Regions from separate parts of the Mus musculus genome. Here all the other regions are linked to region 1. The links are chromatin contacts, called in public promoter capture Hi-C maps. All regions are on one chromosome and are shown on one strand. Each heading gives the region's core, a stretch centred on a gene start, on an enhancer-like site or on the middle of the called end of the contact. The rest is flanking DNA. Distances are from core to core; before and after follow the strand shown. Region 1 holds the start of Cyp51 (cytochrome P450, family 51). Region 2 has its middle 92 kb from the start of Fzd1. Region 3 holds the start of Fam133b (family with sequence similarity 133, member B). Region 4 overlaps Cdk6 (cyclin-dependent kinase 6).

Evidence for each region. Promoter capture Hi-C pulls out the DNA fragments that hold promoters and counts their contacts.
Region 2: a contact with region 1 is called in a promoter capture Hi-C map of the 3T3-L1 cell line, with 3 times the contacts expected there. The contact joins the enhancer-like site here to the promoter of Cyp51 in region 1. A contact is called at or near these places in 4 of 39 promoter capture datasets (the 3T3-L1 cell line, cranial neural crest and hippocampal neurons) and 3 of 115 datasets of contacts at active chromatin or transcription factors (the NIH/3T3 cell line, embryonic forebrain and embryonic hindbrain).
Region 3: a contact with region 1 is called in a promoter capture Hi-C map of pre-B cells, with 5 times the contacts expected there. The contact joins the promoter of Fam133b here to the promoter of Cyp51 in region 1. A contact is called at or near these places in 5 of 39 promoter capture datasets (the C10 cell line, liver and pre-B cells), 2 of 484 Hi-C or Micro-C datasets (CD4 T cells and regulatory T cells), 2 of 115 datasets of contacts at active chromatin or transcription factors (memory CD8 T cells and pro-B cells) and 1 of 9 other capture datasets (liver).
Region 4: a contact with region 1 is called in a promoter capture Hi-C map of pre-B cells, with 2.5 times the contacts expected there. The contact joins the enhancer-like site here to the promoter of Cyp51 in region 1. A contact is called at or near these places in 3 of 39 promoter capture datasets (the C10 cell line, liver and pre-B cells) and 2 of 115 datasets of contacts at active chromatin or transcription factors (CD8 T cells and pancreatic cancer cells).

The regions. Positions count from the first base shown.
Region 1 is chr5:4,103,251-4,105,950 of GRCm38.p6, reverse strand. It overlaps Cyp51 (cytochrome P450, family 51), which reads left to right and starts at 1,254. Exons shown (of 10, transcript NM_020010.2): 1 at 1,254-1,817. The coding sequence starts at 1,644.
Region 2 is chr5:4,665,215-4,667,914 of GRCm38.p6, reverse strand. No RefSeq gene overlaps it. Among named protein-coding and RNA genes, the nearest start is that of Fzd1, 92 kb to the left of the region's middle. Within about 2 kb of position 1,339, at least 6 of the 459 cell types and tissues checked have an H3K27ac peak or open chromatin away from gene starts, as enhancers often do.
Region 3 is chr5:3,542,487-3,545,186 of GRCm38.p6, reverse strand. It overlaps Fam133b (family with sequence similarity 133, member B), which reads right to left and starts at 1,354. Exons shown (of 11, transcript NM_001042501.1): 1 at 1,240-1,354. The coding sequence starts at 1,263.
Region 4 is chr5:3,493,177-3,495,876 of GRCm38.p6, reverse strand. All of the region lies in intron 5 of Cdk6 (cyclin-dependent kinase 6), which reads right to left. Among named protein-coding and RNA genes, the nearest start is that of Fam133b, 49 kb to the left of the region's middle. Within about 2 kb of position 1,351, at least 161 of the 459 cell types and tissues checked have an H3K27ac peak or open chromatin away from gene starts, as enhancers often do. A contact at or near this core is called in CD8 T cells, pancreatic cancer cells and pre-B cells, where this site is marked.

The DNA of each region.
Region 1 (2,700 bases), core at 5-2,504:
AGCTGCACAGGAGGTGCTTGATGATACACAGGCAGGAGATGCATTGACTGGAAGGATGCTTGTCCCCAGTGGACTAAGGCTGGAAGCACCATAGCTTTGTGGGCTTGGCCTCTACAGGCACCTGTCTAATGTAGCTTGAGGCCATTCTTTGGGAATCATGGGTATGGACCTGGCCAGTGTCCATCTTCCTGGCCAGTATTAAATAAAGCTTTCTTTAATTGGATAATTGTGGAACTGGTCTTTCCCCTAGCAATTTTCAAGTTCAACAATGGCCTGAAGTCACTCCAGTAAGTCAAGACGTAGCACACAAGACAGGCTTAGAAATGAGTGAGCAAAATTCCTGTTGTAGATACTACTGCCAGAAATAAAGAGGCTCTTACCTACAGCAGTGACAATAAAAATGGAGTGTTACAAGATTTTGTGACTGATCTGAGGCAGGAGGATATTGGTATACAGCAGTGTCCATCCTATATAGACTTCCTACTAGGCACTTCCTACATAGGCAGGTGGCAGTCACCCTAGGGAAGAGGTAATGAGTGGGCTTCACTGACTGACTACGATAAAATGTGAGCTCTCTAGGTGGAATTATCTAGACGGTGGCTGGACCATCTTACTCATTCCTGGAGGTGCTTGCAGTTTTGCCAATCACTGCACAATCATCTCCAAACTTAGCAAAAAATCTAGCTCTTAACCCTGGTTAAATAAATAAATGTACCTGCCAAAGATCTGGAAGGAGGGTTAATTTGGAAACATGTCATCAGAGGTGCTTTATTTGTAGTGAGATCAGGGTAACTCCTGCTTCAGATCCAGCTATCAGAACAGGAGTTTGGGGACATCTGCCTCAGTTTACTTTATGGCCTGTATTTATTTTAAAAGACTTGTCTTGGTACAGCAGCACACCAAACAACTATCACTTGCTAGCAATGTGGCCCTACACGAACAACCTGTCAAGCAGATTGTACGGGTGATCCGATGGTCTCACCCTCCAGGTTGCATCTGCAGGAGTGTTTTTTTTTTTTTTCCAAGATTCGTGGTGCAGGGCTCACGAAGGGCTGGTCTCACAAAGCCCAGAGGTGACATCTCCGCGAATAGCCGCAGAGGCGGGCGCCCCACGGAGGGGGCGGTGCCCGGGCCGCCAGCTCTGCTGACGCCACATAGGCCGAGATCACCTCAGCAGCGCGTGGTGCAATCACAGAGCGCCTTCGCCTCTGCCGCTGTCCGCCACCAATCTGGTCCTGAGATCCCTCCGCCAGGCTCGTCCGTGCCCGCTGCCGGGGCCGTGCTCGTTAAGCACGCGGGACCTCGTGGTCTGCGGTTCTCGGGGCGCGATCATTTGTGCAGCCATCACTTTCTTCACCGAGTCCAAGTGCCACGGTAGAGCCTGCTTCCTCAGGTCCCCTCGGTGGCGCAAGAATCCCCGCACCTAGACGGAGGCGTGGCCACCAGAAGCCCCGCCCCGTCTGTGACGTCCTGGTGGCGCGCGAGCTGTCTGTGGGCGTGTGAAGGGCCCGGGCCAGACTAAGCCATCAGGCCGGGGCCGCCTCCCGACTTCTATCTGCCGGCTTCTCCTGCTCCATCTTTTCCGAGAAGCGGTGTGCGACCTCGGCCCCCAGCCTACCGGGCGGATCGAAGCGACGGTCGGGATGGTACTTCTGGGCTTGCTGCAGTCAGGCGGCTGGGTGCTCGGACAGGCGATGGAGCAGGTGACAGGAGGCAACTTGCTTTCCACGCTGCTCATCGCCTGCGCCTTCACTCTCAGCCTCGTCTACCTGTTCCGTCTCGCCGTGGGCCACATGGTCCAGCTGCCCGCTGGAGCGGTACGTGCACCTCGGGGTCCTCAGTCTGTGCCCCGGCTAAGCGGGCGGGCTCGGGGGGCGCTAGCGGTGGCGGGCGCGCGGGAGGCTGGGGTGGCGGCTGCAGACGCCCGTGCCTGATCTTTGCTGTTGTGGTGGTCTTTCTGGTCTCCTTGCTGGAACCTGAACTCGGGGGCTGTGCTGGCCGTCGCCGTTTCTGCTGTGATAGCGGCTTTGAACTTCTGGCTAGGATCCTACTTTGCAGCGTTTGTAGTCAGTGATGGATGTGCAGACTGGAGGCCTTGCTGGATGGATTTGGCTGGTCTGATTGCCTTGGCCATCCATGACTCTTAAGTGCAGAGCACTGTACTGACTTTACTGTTGGTTGTCAGAGGTGTTTGGGCTCTTTGTGAGGGCCTTGATGGCAAGTTAAGGGTAGCTGCATCCCCGGTGGCCATCACTCTTGATACTGCCCTGTGTGTTTAGTATACTGTGGGCTATTGGGCATAACGATGATTAATAGCAGTGTCAGGGAAATTGCAGACAGTTCATAAGTGACTTGAGAGTGTGGGAAGCGCTTTCCTGTGATGCTGTTAAAATACTGTTTCTCTAGTTTAGCGCTACACCAAACCACTAATTTCAAGCCTTCCAAATATAGTTCATGAATACCCTTGTAATCAACATTTGGTAGCTTTGAAAACCATCCCTTCGAAACTGACAATGGGATGTAAAAACTTAACCCAGCGTTAAGTTCCAACCAAGTTGCTTTAAAACTAATCTCTGAACCCAAGGGATCGATAGGCAGTTACTATTTCTTACTTTCATTAGATACATTTCAAAAGCTCACTATCATCATCATCATTTCTGAGATATTTATTATATCCCAGGGTGGCTGTAGAACTTGTTA
Region 2 (2,700 bases), core at 90-2,589, 560 kb before region 1:
ATGATAATTGAAAAGGTTCAAGTAGTTAAACATAGAAGAGAGATTTAGGGGGCAAGAATGCCAGTAGAGACAGAAGGAAGGGGCTCTTGACTTAGCCCCCGGAAGAGGTGATGGTGACTGAGAACTAGCATTATAGTGACAGAACTAATAAGTTGATAAATTAAAATGTGCTTTGAAGATAGGGCTGTCAGGACTGGATGGACGACTGGAGCAGGAAGGAGGACAACGAAGACCCTAGGATGCTCTGAGTGTTGTTAGTGGAGCCATGGGTGGATGCTGCTTATTGTATACTGAGTGGGGAGATTTAGAAATAAGCACATCTGAGAAGTCGCAAGGCTCCCAGGATTGAATTAATCAGATTTCCCACGGAAATGCCAAATTGTTTGCTGAGTCTTTCAAGTCCATGTCTCAGACAGTTCAGAAGATGAGTACCCAAGACTTGCAAGAAATCACCCTGTAAGACAGTCCACCTGAAGGGGAAGACTCAAGGGAGCCAGAGATAAGCCATGACATCCTTAATTCTGACATCCAGTCTGTACGTAAGTTACCAGCTTATTGCTTAGTTTAAGTTGGACAAACATTTGCCTCTAAAAGAAGTCTGAGGATGATAGAAAACATAAGTCATAACATCTAACAGCATGTATGTTATACCAAGGAGCTTTCTACATTGATGAAGTATTGGTTTTTAGTATAGAATAGAGTTTAGGGCTTGGGGAGGGGAGTCAAGAGGGTAGCAGAGGCAGAGAAAGGCAGAGAGGAGAGAGTACAGAAGTGAGGGCCGGCCATGGCCACGTGGAGAGAGGGGGGGAGGGAATGGGGAGCAAGGGGGCAAGAGGTAAGAGAGGCAAGAGCATAAGAGCGATAAAGTTTTTGATAGCAGTATTTATAATTTATTTCCTTGTTTCCAAGGAAACAGTAAGTCGTAGAGGTCAGTAGAAAAGAGTTAAAATATAAAATATTCTTAACCAATGGATTTTTTTAAAAAACTGCTCTTTTTTTTCCATTAAAAATGAGACTACAGTGAGCTGCTTCTGAGCTTTCTCTCTTCAGCCAGCTCTTCCCTCAGGTCAATGTAGCTGTCGCACCTCATGGGGTGGCAAGGAGGAACTGGATGTCACAGGCAGCTGCCACTCTTGAAGGATAACTCACCCATCTGCCATAGTCTCCAAGGTTTCAGTATCAAAGCTTTCCTACTGACAGCCAGCTTGTGCCTGAGAGCCTGGATCCTTCGAGGCGCGTCCTCGAGGCTCGGCACAGGAAGAGCAGCGTGGTGCTCATTTCTGAGGCTCTGCGGGAAGGAAAGAGCGATACCAAGGTGCGAGCACTGTTAGCTTAGCCTTATTAATAAAATAGGGTCGATGATTTATTCATAGCTGGGACAATGCAGCTCTGCTCTGGAGGACAGCACAGGACTGTTACATTAGAGATGAACAGATGCTGTGGAAGAGATGAGCGCCTTTGGAGAAATGGTCTCGGGCTGATGCTGTAAGGCAGTGCTCAGATTTATCTGACCAAGTCAGAGCTCACAGCAATTATTTGTCTATCCTGGATGTGGTGGGATAAACGCTGGCAGCGGTGGTCCCTGGAAGGATAACCCTTGTTTTTCCAGTTCTCATCTAATGAGTGTTTGTTCACCTTCTTGCTTTATCCTCTCCTCCCCAGTACCTGCAAGATGCCCGAGTTTGTAATTCACGATGTGTTATCTGGGGAATATCAGTATAATACACATCTGAACGTGATCCCCATCAAAGCGAGAGCACCCGAGGAAGCAGAAGACAGACAGTGCACCGAGGCTTTCTGGCGCTCAGCTGAGCACACAATATTTTCAAAGACTGAATCCTTTAAAATCATATATCTTCCTTACCAAATGAACTGTACACTGTAGAAATCTTTATATAGACTTAGAAAACAGGTTTAGTACACTGCAGAATCCTGATAAATAACAGGAAAGGACAGACGACTCTTTTTTTTTTTTTTTTTTTTTTTTTAATGTCAACTGCTCTCCTTGTTAGGGTGTCTGTCCCTGGGTTTGTTCAATGGTTTGCTTGGTTGATGTGGCTCAGAAGGCAAGAGAAGCCCGGATTTGACAATCTTCAGGAAAACAATGACAAGTACCACTCACTTCCCAGCAAACCAAAGCAGCCTTGTCTGCAATAAACAACAACAAGAAAAATCAGATTTATTTACTACCGTGTTGCTGGGTTTCTCTCTATTGGCCCCATCTGAGCTTCCCTGGCCTCCCTGAAGACTCCAAGAGAATTAGATCAGATGTAGATCCCCTCCCCGTTCTGTGCCAGACTAGAAGGGAGAATTCAAGGCCACAGGAGGCAAAGAAGAAGAATCTCATTGTTGGTGTATAGGCTTCCACACAGCAAGGCTTCTGCGGAGCCTCCCCTCCCCTCCGCTCAGTTTCCTGAGAAGAGATCAAATGTTTCAAAGCACTTCCACCTTTACTAATTTTTAATGCCTCCGCCAGACTGAAACTTGCCCACTGGAAAGAAAATAACCTGTGCTTGTTGAAACAGCCCAAAATAAAAATGATCCTTTAACAGGAGCACATTTAGCTTCCTCCCTGACTGCCAGTAGGAGTCAAGGAATAGAGCTTGCCCAATATATTAAGCATTAAAAATGTCTCCAGGAGATGATTGCGCTGGAAATCAGGATACGTTTGAAAATAATTCTCAAACTTCAGAGTCTCCT
Region 3 (2,700 bases), core at 105-2,604, 560 kb after region 1:
GCTGTGGTTTAAAAGTCCTGTTAAAAAGTGAGACTTTGGGGCTGGTGGTGGTGTGGGGGGCTGGGGGAGATATCAAGATCCATGAGGACTGAACCAAGTAGCAAATGATACAAGTTCTGGTCACAGTTTAAGCATCCTTACCCTGCCCTAAGTATTAGTTCTCCATTACATCTCCAACACCTCCCACCTTTTGATGTAATGTTTTCAGTCTTAGAATCTTTTAAGTGCAAACAAAATGCTACTAGAACATATTGTGCGATGACAACAGAACAGAACAGTACAGAGCTGTCAACACCCTCCAGTAAACGAGACTAATTTCATAGGTTTTGAAAATGCCTTAAGGAATGTGTAAATAAAAATTTCCAGTAAAATGAAAGTCTGGATTTCAGTAAGAAACTGTAATAATGTCTGTAAGCAAGCCTATAATCTTTAAAACAACGATAGCATCATTAATAACAACAAAACAAAACAGAAAAATCTCCAGGAATCAGGTGAGATGTGTCTGAGGACATTAATAGTCCAAGCACTATGTCGAACTCTGGATGCCCACACACATAGACCATTTCAACTGGTCTATTCTATTCTATTCATCTCAACTCCATTCATTCTACGGTCTCGTCCTGAAGCCAGGAGGAAAGTACATTCCTGCACAGTGCGAGCAAGGTTAGTGGCCACCGAGCTTCCACGACAGAACCACAAGAAACTAAAACGGACGTTTTTTGTTGTTGTTGTTGTTGTTTTTTGTTTTGTTGTTGTTGTTGTTTTTAAGACAGAGCGGGGAACACTGTCATTTCCCGGGCAGCTCTTTAGGTACCCACTCGCGTTCGCTTGGGCAGTTGCCTTTGTGGTCAAGCGGTGACTAAGGAGGACTCCCATTCCCACAGGTAGAAACTTGGGTTCAGAAGTCACTAACTTCCGAGGGCACTGGAGTCTAGAGTACCCCAAAGCCCTCATCCCTGTCCCCCACCCCCATCCCCGTGGTCCCGCTGCGCTGGGTCTGGGCCTCTCGGCACCGGCGGCTCCGGCTCACAGCCCTTACCGCTGCGGGGCGACAGGCCCCAGGGTCGGCCGAGCAGGACGCTGAGGACCGGCAAGGCGCACGCGCATCGCACGGCGCGGGGTCTCGGGGCCCCAAGTGCGACGCGGCCGCCAGCCCCGCCGCGACGGGCGACGGCTTCCGCTCGTTCGCCTGCCGCCCGGCCCCGCCTCACTGCTCCGTTTTCCCCGCCGAATACTCACCACGCGATTATCCCGTTTCCCCATGGTGGCCGGCTGAAGGCGCGGGAAGCCGCCGAGGGAGCAGGCCCGAGAAGAAGCCGAAGCGGCCCGCCGCGAGTCCTCTTACCACCTCTATGCCCCGCCCAGAGAGCGGCGCCCCGCCAATCCGGGGAGACCGTATGCGCCACGGCGCCCCCTGGTGGTGCGGAGGACAGCCCGGCGCTAGCGACCGCCTGCGGTTCCCAGGAGCTGCAGCAGGATTCCTGTGACCCACTTAACCATTCCTGAGCAGGACCCACTCTGTAGTCAAATCGGTAACTCAGTTCCTGGGTATCCAATGCCCTCTTCTGACCTTTGTGGGTACCAGGCACACGCACTGCACACCTGTAGGCAAACACATAAAGTAAGTCTAATGGAAAAAATTGTCATAAAACTTAAAAAAATGAGTCTGGGACCAGTCAAATATAGTTAAGACATAATCCTTATCTTTAAGGGGTGTGTTTATTAACTCATAGGGGGAGATAAACACACACAGGTTAGACTTTACTGCTTTGGTGCTATGGGATTATCTGGATTGGACTTAAACTTCAGAAGTGGTCTAGACTCTAGAGACTAATTAATACACCATATTCTCTGACTATTCACAGGCTTAGAAAAAGTGACTTATGGATTCATGTCAACATGAATGCATCAGGAATAAAATCGATCAGAATCCTTTCTGAAATTTTAGAAAATGGAAATATGGGACTTTCATTATACTGAAGAAAATCCTTTAGCCTTTCCCCAGACCTCATGGATATGAGGTGAGGGGTGGGTGGGTAGACATCATGAGTTTGAGGCTATTTTGAGCAACAAAGTAAGTCCAAGTCTGATCTGGGTAACTTAGACATTGTGTAAAGTAAAATTCAAAGGGAAAAAGGCTGGTATATGCTGCAGGATATGTGATCACACTGTGAAACCTGAGATTGTATTATTTACTAAAAAACAGTTGTTTCTAGTTGTGGTATGACTCAGCACTTAGAACACAGTTTTAATCCCAAACAGTGAAGGTAAAGTTAGTTTGTAGAAGGAAGCACCCATATTTGAAAGTTATGTGTAATTGAGTGGCAGACAAAGTGATGAATCAGAGAACAACCTGACAAAATAGACTATATAGAATATGCCCAACTGTCAGGAGAGAGGCAGTGAAGCCACTTAGGAGAGCAGTGCAGAGAGAAAGCGAGGAGAGAGGCAGTTTTACTGAGATGGGTTGAAAAGAGAACAAGCTAGACACGGGTGAAGACAGAATGAGTCAGAGAGTGAGAAGGAGCCAGAAGATTAGAACAGGTTGCCAGAGTTAACTCGGGGCCAATCAGAGCAATTCAGTCAGAAAGTGAGAGAAGCCAGTTAGAACCAGTCAGCTTGGAGAGGAATTTGAGCCAGAACAGCTGAATTGAACCAGCCAGTCAGAGTTCAGAAAGAACAAGAGAGGGTGAATATTTT
Region 4 (2,700 bases), core at 102-2,601, 610 kb after region 1:
TTCTACCCTAACACAGTGACTTATCTTCCATTTCTTTACATCAGTATAAACTTGATCTTATTTGATGGCTTATAATTGTTTAATATAATTATGTAGTTTGATATCCAAAATACCTCAGAGGTATGTACCCACTCCTTCAAGTTAAAACCTGTGACATTTGCAAAATTTTGTCTTTACTTTCTGGTACAAAAAAGAACACTCTAGGCCTGTATTTTTAAAATGTTCTATAATAACCACATTGTCGCTGTCAAATGAGAGTATGCAATGCATGTAATTAAAGTCAACCTCAGGTTGGAGAGATGGCTCAGTCCTTAAGAGTGTGTCATGCTCACAGTACCCACAGAAGCTCACAGAAGACTATAACTCCGGTTCTGAGGGGGCCAGATGCCTCTTTCTCCTGTAGGTATCAGCATTCAGGTGCATACACCCTACACACATAATCAAAAACAACCTTACATAAAATAACATATATAATATACACATTATGAGGTACTTTTAAAGGCTGTTCCTGAGGCTAGATGTCAAGTATCCCATGCTGCTCTCAAACAAGCCAGTTAGCCAAAGATGGCATTGAAGTTGTGCTTCTACTGCTCCTGCTTCCTCCCTCCAAGTGCTAAGATTACGGGCATGTGTTACCACACCCAACTTATATTGTTATTATTTTTTCAAATGCAGCTTTCTGGTTCAACATGCTTCAGAAATATGAGAATAAAAGGGATCTCTGCACGGAGTTCCATTTGAGACGGGACAGGGCACAGCTGTCTCATCAATCAGTTTGGAAGGCAGTGTCTAGTGACGGTCCACAGACAACCATTGGTCTTTTCCTGACTGAAGCCAGTCAGCCAGAGACACAGCTGTAGGCATGACACAGTTCTAGCACATTCTGTGCTCCTTGGTCTCATAGACAAACGTGTGCTTGCTCCCGTCTCAGAAGGCTGAAGACACTGAATGGCAGGGAGATAGTCATTTCTGTCCTTCTCAGAAGAAATTCTTGCTGACTGTTCGGAGTTCCCCTACAAGCTAAATGTGAGGCATTTCTTCCTGTGGCTCAGAACAAGAGTCTACAATGGCCTTGGGGATTATGCTCGCCACTCTGTGAAGTGCTGTGGCAACAGGGTTTCAAGGCAAGAAGCCCCTAACACCTTGCCCAGCAGTCTGTGGGCCTCTGCCCCAAACAGTCCCACCTGGTTTCTGAGTCTTATTAGATAGGTTTTCTGGACCTCATCTGTGTACTCAGTGTCTTGCCAGATTCTAGGCTTGGCTCTGGCCTTTGCAGAAGCTGTGGTGGGGCAGATGGGGCAGGACCAGGAAGAGCCCCAGAGTGACTAGGCATGACTTCATTAATGAGTCACCCGGCCACACTGTTTAGTGTGCTGTGGCCCAAGTTTAAGTCTGATACTTAGGACTGGGGTACTGTCTAGGATCTCAGTGCTGCAGGGCCCAAGACTTTTTGACTTCGAATTCTTCTCATGCCTGATGTTAGCAATGATAATGCTATCCTGCTCTAGATGATGGTGTAGCAACACAGACAACATAATCACCGATACTGAGTATATAAATCCAGAAGAGAAAGCCAAATGCTGCATGAGTGCCGTTTTGCACCACTGTGTGGGATTTACGCTTGAGTGCTCTCGCTTTAATACTTGAGACTGAGGTCGAGGGATGGTTGGGCACAGTCACCCAGGTAGGAAGTGATACAAGAGGGGACTGGAGGCTGCAAAGCTGGCTCACACCACCGCCTCACTGTCCTGTGTCCTCCAGATAATGCCAGGTGACTGCTGGTGAACATGCGCCAGTGACTTTCATCACCACAATAGGCAAACTCAGAGGCAGAAAGGTAACCTGGAGGGAGATTTATGTTGGCTCCTGGTTTCGGGGAAGGCAGCTAGCTCATCACGGTGAGGAAGGCGGACAGGAACGGCTGCGTCTGTTACTTCTCACATCGGCAGAGTGTTCGGTAGGATGCAAGCCTCCAGCCTCAATGAATGACTTCTGTTAGCCAGGTCACAGTCCCACCACCTCTCAGAACAGGCAGACCAGGTGAGAACCAAATGTTCTAACACACGGGGCTGCAGGGGACTGTTCCATAATGGAGACTCAGCCTGACTCAAGGAGAAACCAACGAGCCAAATACCATCAATAAGCATGCTTTAAAGGCCAGGTAACTCTCACTCGCTGGTTGTAACAGGATAATGAGGAGCCAGCGTCTCCTGGTCCACCGAGCAGTAGATTGGGTTGGCCACACAGTACTCAGAAGTCTTTTTCTTTGCCTTTTCAGTACATGGCAGGTCAGGATGTCCTTGTTCTTCACGGTGCTGACTTAAGGGAACCCAGAACGGGAAGACCAATATGATGCCTGCCCTGCCAGGCTGACCAGGTAGGGTAAAAGAAAGTCGGTCAGTGGGCTAGAGAGATGGCTCAGTGGTTAAGAGCACTGATGCCTCTTCCAGAGGATCTGAGTTCCATTTCCAGCAGCCACATGGTGGCTCACAACTGTCTGTAATGGGATCTGAGGCCCTCTTCTGGTGTGTCTGAAGGGAGCAACAGTGTACTCACATAAAATAAGTAAACAAATCTTTAAAAGAAAAAAAGGAAGTCAGTTATTAAAGGAGGTGTCTTCCCTTTTGTCCTACGAGGACAGCGTGGGCTTCACGTGCTTGCTAAAGGGTGCTTCCCTTCACTGTGTAGAAAACATCATAA